Linked DNA regions of Mus musculus: region 1 is linked to region 2. The links are chromatin contacts, called in public Hi-C maps. All regions are on one chromosome and are shown on one strand. The core of a region is the stretch at or near the end of the contact, and the rest is flanking DNA. Distances in the headings are between cores, read along the strand shown.

Region 1 (4,559 bases), core at 807-3,306, 76 kb before region 2:
GTCAACACATGATTACCTATATGTATCAGCCCTGAGACTGCCTCCCCACTAGCTTTCCTCCATATGGCTTGGGACTCAGGGGAATGAAAATGAGGTGGTATTACAAGTAGATAGTAGATTGTGACCACCCAGCAAATCACTTGAAAAGTGAGGAGATGGGATAATTTTTTTAACAGAATATAACATTGTCTTGGAGTTTACCAAGCTTTACCATTCACTGCCTTGTATATTTAGTTTGATTCTCAGGAAAAAAAAAAAATCTAAGAAACAGAGCCAGAAACTGATGTACCCAGTTTACTCTGGGCAACAGAGACCCAGGAAGGGTAATTTTTTTTTTTTTTTTTTTTTTTTTTTTTTTTTTTTTTTTGCTAATCCTAGGATGCAAAAAATAAGGAAGTAAAAGCAAAAGACATATTCCTGAGTGGATGTGGGAGGGATGTATCAGAAAAAGCTTCCTGAAAGTAACCAAGGAGTTGAGCAGAAAATCACAATTGTATACTGAAACAGATAAAGAAAAGGAGATTCTAGGTACCAAACTCTGCAAAGGCTGGTGGACGTCTGAGAAGTTTGCAGGGATACAATGATGATGGCAGTAACTATGACAGCAGTTGGCACTGTGCACCAGTTCATAAAATATGAACTCTGTTCTTAGAGCCAAGATGTCTCCTTACCTGTACATACACACACACACACAGAGAGAGAGAGAGAGAGAGAGAGAGAGAGAGAGAGAGAGAGAGAGAGAGAGTATTCTCAACAAAAAAGAAGATGTGCACACATTTGTGCTTTAGATCTTTCTCTGAGGCAAGGTGGGTGGAAGCTGGACAGGATAAGCTAGTTGTTCAAGAGACAGTGGGGGTAGAAATCAGAGGTGTGTACCGAGATCTCCTACTGCTATTGGGTAAGCATTTGTCCCTCGTGTCTCGACTTCCTCTGTCTGTAAAGACAAAATAATATGTTTGTATCTGTCTGCCTCAGGAATTGCTTGAAAATTAATGGTGCAGAGAGGCCCAACTGGCTACCATGAGTCAAATGACACCCTTGTTCAGTATTCTAGTGGCGTACATTAAATGCTGATATATATAAAATGTATTTTGAAGGTGGGCCTGGAAATAATTATAGTTTGTTAATTATTGTTAATTTTACCACAGCTTTGAGCGGTGGACTTTCTCTAGATTCTAAAAGAGAGTGTCGCTCCTTCATCCTATTAAAGAAGCACAGTTTCTCACAGGCTCCCTTCTCTCGTTATATCATTCAATACAGGGAAAGAAAATAAAAAATTGCCTCTCTTAGAATCAAATTGTACATCTCTCCTAGTGGACTGGCTTACTCTACAATTTTTTTTCTTTTCATTTATCTTACACAAGTACAGGCATATGCATTGTTCAATAGGACTTTTCATATGTGGCACACCATGACAACTGGATTGTGCTGTGCAGGTGATGTAGCAATAGAATTGTTTTAACTAGCCTGTCTTCAGATGCTGCAACATTTTGTTTTTGTAAATACTCATTTATAGTTCTTAAAGCCAAGCAGAAAGCCCAGGGAGAATCCTGGGAAATCAGTGGCTGGGTGACTTCAGGTCTCCCTGCCTCAGCTGCACCATCTCACCTAGAATAGGGTTTACAGACAAAGGCATGTGATCAGGTTTATGTCAGTGAACTGTTTAACTGTGTTATAAGGTGTTCTGGAGCAAGAAGAGAGGGAAGGAACGAAACTGAAGATAGGAGTTGAGAGAAAAAGAAGGTACGGGATTATGGGGTCTGGAATTGTAGGGACGTGAGAGTCGGGAGCTGGGCCTCTGGAGAAACTCCTGAGGTGCACTAGGAAAGGTGGGACGCCCTGGTTCTGAGCTATGAGGAGGGGTGCGGCCAGGTAAGTACTGGTTTCCTCTATGGGGTTTTGGTCAGCAGATGGCAGGAGCAATCTCCCCTGCCTGATTCTATCTCAGGCAGCTCAGGGCTGCCGGCTTCTTCCGCGGGACCTGGGAATAGGGAGCGCCACCCAAATTCCATTGAGTGAGTCACTAGCTAACCAGTCCTACAGGTACAGGAGCTTATAAGAGCTGGAGGGAAAAGCCCGGCAGGAGTCGCCTGCAGTGTCCTACCCAGCCTGATCCTTCAGAATCCCTGCCTCTGGTCTGTAGTTGGAGGTCCATTCTACTCCACCCCACCATGGCGAGGGGCTTGGATCTAGCACCGCTGCTACTGCTACTGCTGGCGATGGCGACCCGCTTTTGCACGGCTCAGAGCAACTGTACATGCCCCACCAACAAGATGACGGTCTGCGACACAAATGGCCCAGGCGGGGTCTGCCAATGTCGGGCAATGGGCTCACAGGTATTGGTCGACTGCTCCACGCTAACTTCCAAGTGCCTGCTGCTCAAGGCGCGCATGAGCGCCCGGAAGAGCGGCCGCAGCCTGGTGATGCCGAGCGAGCACGCGATACTGGACAACGATGGCCTCTACGACCCGGAGTGTGACGACAAGGGCCGCTTCAAGGCGCGCCAGTGCAACCAGACCTCGGTGTGCTGGTGCGTAAACTCGGTGGGCGTGCGCCGCACGGACAAGGGAGACCAAAGCCTGCGCTGCGACGAAGTGGTGCGAACCCACCACATCCTCATTGAGTTGCGCCACCGCCCGACCGACCGAGCCTTCAACCACTCTGACCTAGACTCCGAGCTGCGGCGGCTCTTCCAAGAACGCTACAAGCTGCACCCCAGCTTCCTATCCGCGGTACACTATGAGGAGCCCACCATTCAGATAGAGCTTCGGCAGAACGCGTCGCAGAAGGGCTTGAGAGACGTGGACATCGCTGATGCCGCCTACTACTTCGAAAGGGACATTAAAGGCGAGTCACTGTTCATGGGCCGCCGCGGCCTGGACGTGCAGGTGCGTGGGGAACCCCTGCATGTGGAGCGGACGCTCATCTACTACCTGGACGAGAAGCCCCCCCAGTTCTCCATGAAGCGCCTCACCGCCGGCGTCATTGCCGTCATCGCTGTCGTCTCGGTAGCGGTAGTGGCTGGTGTGGTGGTCTTGGTGGTCACCAAACGGAGGAAGTCGGGCAAATACAAAAAGGTGGAGCTTAAGGAGCTGGGGGAGATGAGAAGCGAACCTAGCTTGTAGGTTTCCTGTAGGATGCCCCGACTTCCTCGGCACCTCAGACCAGATGGGTTGGCCTGTTAATTCTCAGTCAGGAGGTAATTTTCCTCCCAGCTTTGACCTCTTCCTTCTCTCTCCACAAACAAGTTCTCTAGATGCTGAGCTCAGGTCACCTCCCTCGCCCTTGGTTTTTTAAGGACGCATTTCTGAAATTCCTTGTCTAGTCACTGGAAACCTGACCGGGAGAGTTAAGCAAAGGCTAGATAGCTTGGTTAAGAAGCTAGTGCCAGGCAGCCCACTTGTTTCCCAGCGACTTGAATCTACCCAAAGACTTAAACGGTTTGAAATGGGAAAGCGGCGATTTGGCTATCCGGGTTGTTGGTGACCCATTCGCTCCCTGCCTCCCAACCTTCAGGAAAGGAAGAGCAGTTCACTCACTAATTGATCCTGCGCAGTGTTCATCTGCCATCGTTTGTATAAGAAAAGGCATTTCCAACGTCTGAAGTCATTTTCAATGTCTTTGTTGGACTGCATCTATTTTTCTGCTTGTCCTTGATGTAGCTGATCCTAGAGAGTTCTCTTTTGTAAAATGTTTGTACAGATGTGTCTTTGATAATGCTGCTGTTTTTTAAAACAACAACTCGAGTTTAATAAAATATGGGAAAGGCACACCTAAAAAGATAGGCTGTGTGAAAAATCCCTCCAGATTTATATCATTTTATTGTTCTCCTTTGTCTAATGCTTGAATTTTATATTTTAAATTCTAATGCTTCCTTCCTTGTGAAATCCTAACATTTACTGTTGATACTCTGGTGTTTCCTAGAGACTGGGCTAGTGTGCTTGCCTCGCATCTGACCCGGCCCTCGGTCCCATCCTCAGCAGTGGGTAGAGGGAAAAATGTAAACTTTGAGGTTGCTGTTCCTTTGAAGGAAGTTGCTAAAACTAACCGCCTTCAGATCTGAACAGGAGTGGGAGATGGACGCAGCCTTTGCCTGCTTATTAACAGGCACACCTTCCTTTGTGGGTTTTAAACCACGTGAAGGCGCAAAGCCCACCCCCACCCCCCACCCCCAGCAGTCCTAGGATATAAATGACTGGGCAACTTCAGGTCTCTGAGACTCATCTTCTGAAGAGTAGGAATGAGAGTCTGCTTTTCTTTTGTGAGGGCACACACTTTCTGGCGACAGATTGTATAAAGGCTTGCTATTGGGAGTTGGAGGAAGGGGGGAGGCAAAAGGGAGGAAAAACCTAAAGGTAGAAGTTGGGAGAATGAGAGAAGCATGGGAGAATGAGGTGGGGTAGCAGCTCTGGATACTTTCCTGAAATTCTAACATTTACTGCTAGTTCTCCAGTGTTTCCCAAGAGGTGAGAGGTGTAGTTGCCTAGCAATGGAAGCCGCGAGAGGTGGAGCCTAGGCGGGCAGGCGAGTATCGGTTTCCTCTCCTGGCTTTCGTTAGC
Region 2 (4,536 bases), core at 1,710-4,209:
ATGTTCACATCCTCCTAGAGTGAGTTACAATTGCATGGATACAGTCCTGATTTTTAAAAGTAGAATTGACTCTTTGGTGTGATGTCTTTTTTGTGGTTTAAGTTGGTAAAATCATCTGATCTTTTATCCTCTGAGATAGACTCTTTAACTAATTCTGAATTTTAGTTATCATAGTTGAGTACTTTACAATACTATGTGTTTTCTCTAATAGTTCAAATCTTTAAAATAAATTTAAATATTTGTTCATTAACACAGTATAAATAGTCTAAGTAGGCATCAGACCCTAAAGAGAAATATTTATAGTTAAAGCAATGACTGATTATCTAAAAATGAAAGGCTTTGTCCAGTGAGAAAATATTAAAAATATTATAATTTAATTAAAATTTAATCATAAGTTTTAAATGTATATTTAGTAAAAGGATATTAAAAACAAACCAATACTTAAGAAAACATTACTGTAGAACATCAAGTATTAAATTTAATTTATCTCAGTGTATGTAATTAACCTTAAATAATTTATAACCTTTATATTATTTTAACTTAGATACATGTTTTAATGAATGAATTAATCAGTTAGTTAATTATTAATTTATTTTTCATCGCAAGTGAAGTTTCCCCTCTCTCCTCTCCTCCCAGTCCTTCCCTTCCCACCCCTCCCCCCAACTCTCATCCACTCCTCTGTTTCTCTTCAGAAAAGAGGAGGCCTCCCATGGACATCAATGAGCCTTGGCATATCAAGTTGCAGTAAACCTAGGTTCATCTTCCCTCTTGGGGAAGTATTAAAGTATTAAACTTAATTTATCTCAGTGTATGGAATTAACCTTAAATAATTAAGAGGCTAAAGAAGGCAGCCCAAAAGGAGAAAAGGGTACCAAAGGCAGGCAACAGAGTCAGAGACAGCCCCAGCTCCCACTGTCTCATATGAAGACCAAGCCACACAACTATTACATATATGTTCAAAGGGCATAGGCCAGCCCCATGCACACTCCCTGATTGACAATTCAGTCTCTGTGGGCCTAGGTTAGTTGATTCGGTAGGTTTTCTTGTAGTATACTTGACCCCTCTGGCTCCTACAATCCTTCCTTACTCTTTTCTGGACGCGATGTCCTAAGATTGGCCTACTGTTTGACTGTGGATCTCTGCATCTGTTTCCATCGGTTGCTGGGTGGAATCTCTCTGATGATGTAAGTTATGCTAGGCTCCTGTTCCAGGTGCCAGTGTGGCCTCCAGGAAAGCAGCCAGAGTTGTGGGCCTGAATATGGAGCTGAGAAGTGACATATTTCTTTTCTTAAGCAACCTTTTACAACATACTTTAATCTTAACATCATTATTAGAAAATTTAGAAAACAATTTTTAATGTGATAATTTTAAGTGAGAGCTCCAGAGGTTGTCTCTAGAACACAGAAAACACACGGTACATTAGATATCCAACAGTTAGAGACTCAGATAAAGCACATTACTAGTTTTTGTTGTCTTAACCAAATTTAAATAAATAACTTGTTAAAGATTTAAGTTTTTAAAAGTTTTTCAGGTACCTTGAAATGCTCTCTGTTAGAAAAACCGTTTACTTTTTATTAGTGTTTATGAGGCATACAACACAATATAAAATATGACATTTACAAATTTATTATTATTTTAAGTAAAATAAAAATGAATAGTCTTTTAAAATGTATCATTATTGTGAAACGCATTAAAATGATATGTAAATTCTAATATGTTTGTGTTAGGCTCAAAATAGGTTTTTAAAATGCAAACTTAAAAAATACACATTTAAAGTTCTTCTCTTAAATAGGCCTGGCTAAAATAAGGATCTTAAAAACCCTGTTTGTTTGTTTGTTTGTTGTTTTTAAAGACACAGTAGTGACAAAAAGTGTCCTTAAAATCCTTTAAATGTTTGTATGTATTTATATACTGACATACATAACAACATATCTAAAGACACAGACATAGCTGGTGAAAAGAAGTTTGTGACTGCAGAGATGACTAATGAGAACTTCAGTACTATGGAGCAACTGGAGTGTTGCACATCCAGAGGCTAATTGCCATACTTTGGCTTGTTCTAGCCCTCGGAAACAGCCATTCCTTGCCTACCTCTGTGTCAGGAGTTTTAGTTCCGTCTTCAGGATATCAGAGTTAGCATGTTTTTATAGCAAGTCAATACAAAGACAATAAGTCATTCTCAGATTTAATTTTGTCCCTCTAGTCAGGTTGTCAGCTTTGTCTCTGCTTATCTGCTATGCTTTCCCTCATTATGGCCTCTGTGTAAGAGAAGGGGAGTTCCGATACACTCAAGGTCATTGAATCTTTTATTCCTCCCAAGTCACCATACGGATTGGGTCTAGGTTAACTCAAAACAAACAGCTAACAGTGGTACTGGCTTTTTACAATGTACTTTTTACAGGTATCTTTCAAATTATGAAGTACAAATGTGCCTTTATAGTATTGACCGTTGTAGGATGACATTTTCCTGAGGAGCTGCAATACATACACACACAAATGGGAGAGGGAATAATAGATTGATTACAGATAGATAATAGATGCTAGATAGATGATAGATAGGTAGATAGATAGATAGATAGATAGATAGATGATTGTTAGGTAGGTGATAGGTAGATGTAAATAGATAATGAATGATAACTACATAGATAATAGATAGATACATAGATAGAAGATAGATGGTACATATACAAACTATAGATGATAAATAAATATATAAATGATAGATACAAGAGAATGAGTGAGAGAGAGAGAGACAGAGACAGAGAGACAGAGACAGAGACAGACTGTTCACTCCAGAAAGAAGGGAACGCACAACAAACCAAATGAAAGATTACACCAAAGTCCAAGCCTGTGAAACAATGAATTTTTATTGGGGTTCCTAACAGGAGTATGAGTGAGGAGTTCCCCACAGGAGCAGGGATGACTCAAAAGCAGCTGCATCACCCAAAGCAACCAACATTGGTGATGACTCATTGAAAGCATACACCCTGGAGCTCTCTGCACAGCTTTCAGGTAACTCAAGTCTTCCATGTGGCACCCAGCTGCTAGAGGCCCCTCCCAATCAGTTGTTTACTCAGTTTCATACTGGGGAGGAGCCCTGAAGAATCATCCAAGTTTCTGTTCTCTTGGTCATCAAAGAGACTTTTTGTTTACCTCCTAAACTTCATGAGCCTTCCCTCTCGATGGAGGGAATTCTTCTGAGGAAACTGCTATACAACCAATATAAAAGTGCCTCTATCAGATACATAATCTCCTGTAATCCTCACAACAATGCTGTGGCAGGTAGTAGTAACTCCATTCATTATATAAGTGAAATACAGCCTGGATGAGTGAAGCCACGTGTTTACAAATTTACATAGTTAGGAATTAAGTGCCTCTCACAAACTCTATATTTCTGGTAGTGAATATTCAGAAAATGAGAACAACAGGTTTCAATACAAAGCTCACATCCCATCCCTTCTACCTAAAATAAAGCCACTAAAACAGAAAAAGGTGAATCGAATCGCCACTTCTTTCTGATTTCCCACCCATATCAAAAATAGCCAGGATGAAACTATTCTATATTTTCATCTTAGTCATGCCCCCTCGTGTGCATGAGTGGAAAAACATGGAGAGTTGAAAGGGCTTCACCTTTCACCTCAGTTCTGGGGTGACACTGCCTTCATCAAATAGAGCAGGAGGGCAGTGGCAGGCAGCTATCTAAGGAAAGCCTTGTGGCTCAGCTCACACGCTGTGGGGCAAAGCTCAGTTCTGCTTTCAAACTGTACAGCCTACAGCAGTCCCTTTCTCACTGTGCCTTATGAATCCTGAGAATAATACAGGAATATAGTGTGTTAACTTATTGTGAAGTTAGTGGATGCCATCATCTAAGGGCTTAATGATGATACATTCTGGGACATTTACCTAAGAGAATGCTAGGCCAAATGCAAAACTTAAGACAAATGGTTGTTAAAAGGGGGTAAGACAGCTCAAGAATATATGGGGTATAAACTACAACATTTCATCTCTCCACAATCAGGATACTCTGACCAGTCATGATGTAAGAATATTCTTGGATCCCAAGACTGGGTTGAGACCTATAGTGAAGATTTAGAAAGTCAGCATTAGCAATCGGAAAATAAACCAGCCACAGCCTAGTCCAAACTACAAAATAAGACCAGATCTCCAATGTTGGTTGTGTCTGTGTGAGCTATGTGAATAACATAGACACATTTGTGGCTTTCCACATTAGAATTTATTGAATAACAATAAATATACAAGTGCGCATACACTCACTTCATTGGCTTTAGTTTACCAAGTGTAAATGTCTTATCCTGACAGGAAATTGTCTCTCCCTTTGGCTATTAGAATATTGAAACAATGGTCCCCAAGATGGTAGAATCCAGCCCTACCCAGGGATCTCTTACTGGAAGAAGGAAAAGACCAGGATCCTAGTCCCTGCCAGAAAGGATATTTTGTCCTACTGAGCAGGATTTCACATCAAGTTAACAACCTGTGGGATCATTCTGAAGGACAGGCTGGAGCCTTGACAGTGGT

What was found. Hi-C and Micro-C count contacts between places; a contact is called where the count stands out from the background.
Region 1: a contact with region 2 is called in a Hi-C map of epidermal suprabasal cells, with 3 times the contacts expected there. The contact joins the promoter of Tacstd2 here to the enhancer-like site in region 2. A contact is called at or near these places in 6 of 39 promoter capture datasets (the 3T3-L1 cell line, embryonic stem cells, epiblast stem cells and 2 more), 2 of 15 datasets of contacts at CTCF or cohesin (embryonic stem cells and stem cell-derived epiblast-like cells), 29 of 484 Hi-C or Micro-C datasets (the AML12 cell line, the C2C12 cell line, CD8 T cells and 18 more), 3 of 115 datasets of contacts at active chromatin or transcription factors (bone marrow-derived dendritic cells and embryonic stem cells) and 2 of 9 other capture datasets (embryonic stem cells and pancreatic islet).

The regions. Positions count from the first base shown.
Region 1 is chr6:67,533,319-67,537,877 of GRCm38.p6, reverse strand. Tacstd2 (tumor-associated calcium signal transducer 2) reads left to right here and starts at 2,056. Exons shown (of 1, transcript NM_020047.3): 1 at 2,056-3,819. The coding sequence starts at 2,172. The coding sequence ends at 3,125.
Region 2 is chr6:67,458,039-67,462,574 of GRCm38.p6, reverse strand. The region is part of intron 6 of Il23r (interleukin 23 receptor); the gene reads left to right. Among named protein-coding and RNA genes, the nearest start is that of Il23r, 32 kb to the left of the region's middle. Within about 2 kb of position 2,959, at least 20 of the 459 cell types and tissues checked have an H3K27ac peak or open chromatin away from gene starts, as enhancers often do. A contact at or near this core is called in the C2C12 cell line and epidermal suprabasal cells, where this site is marked.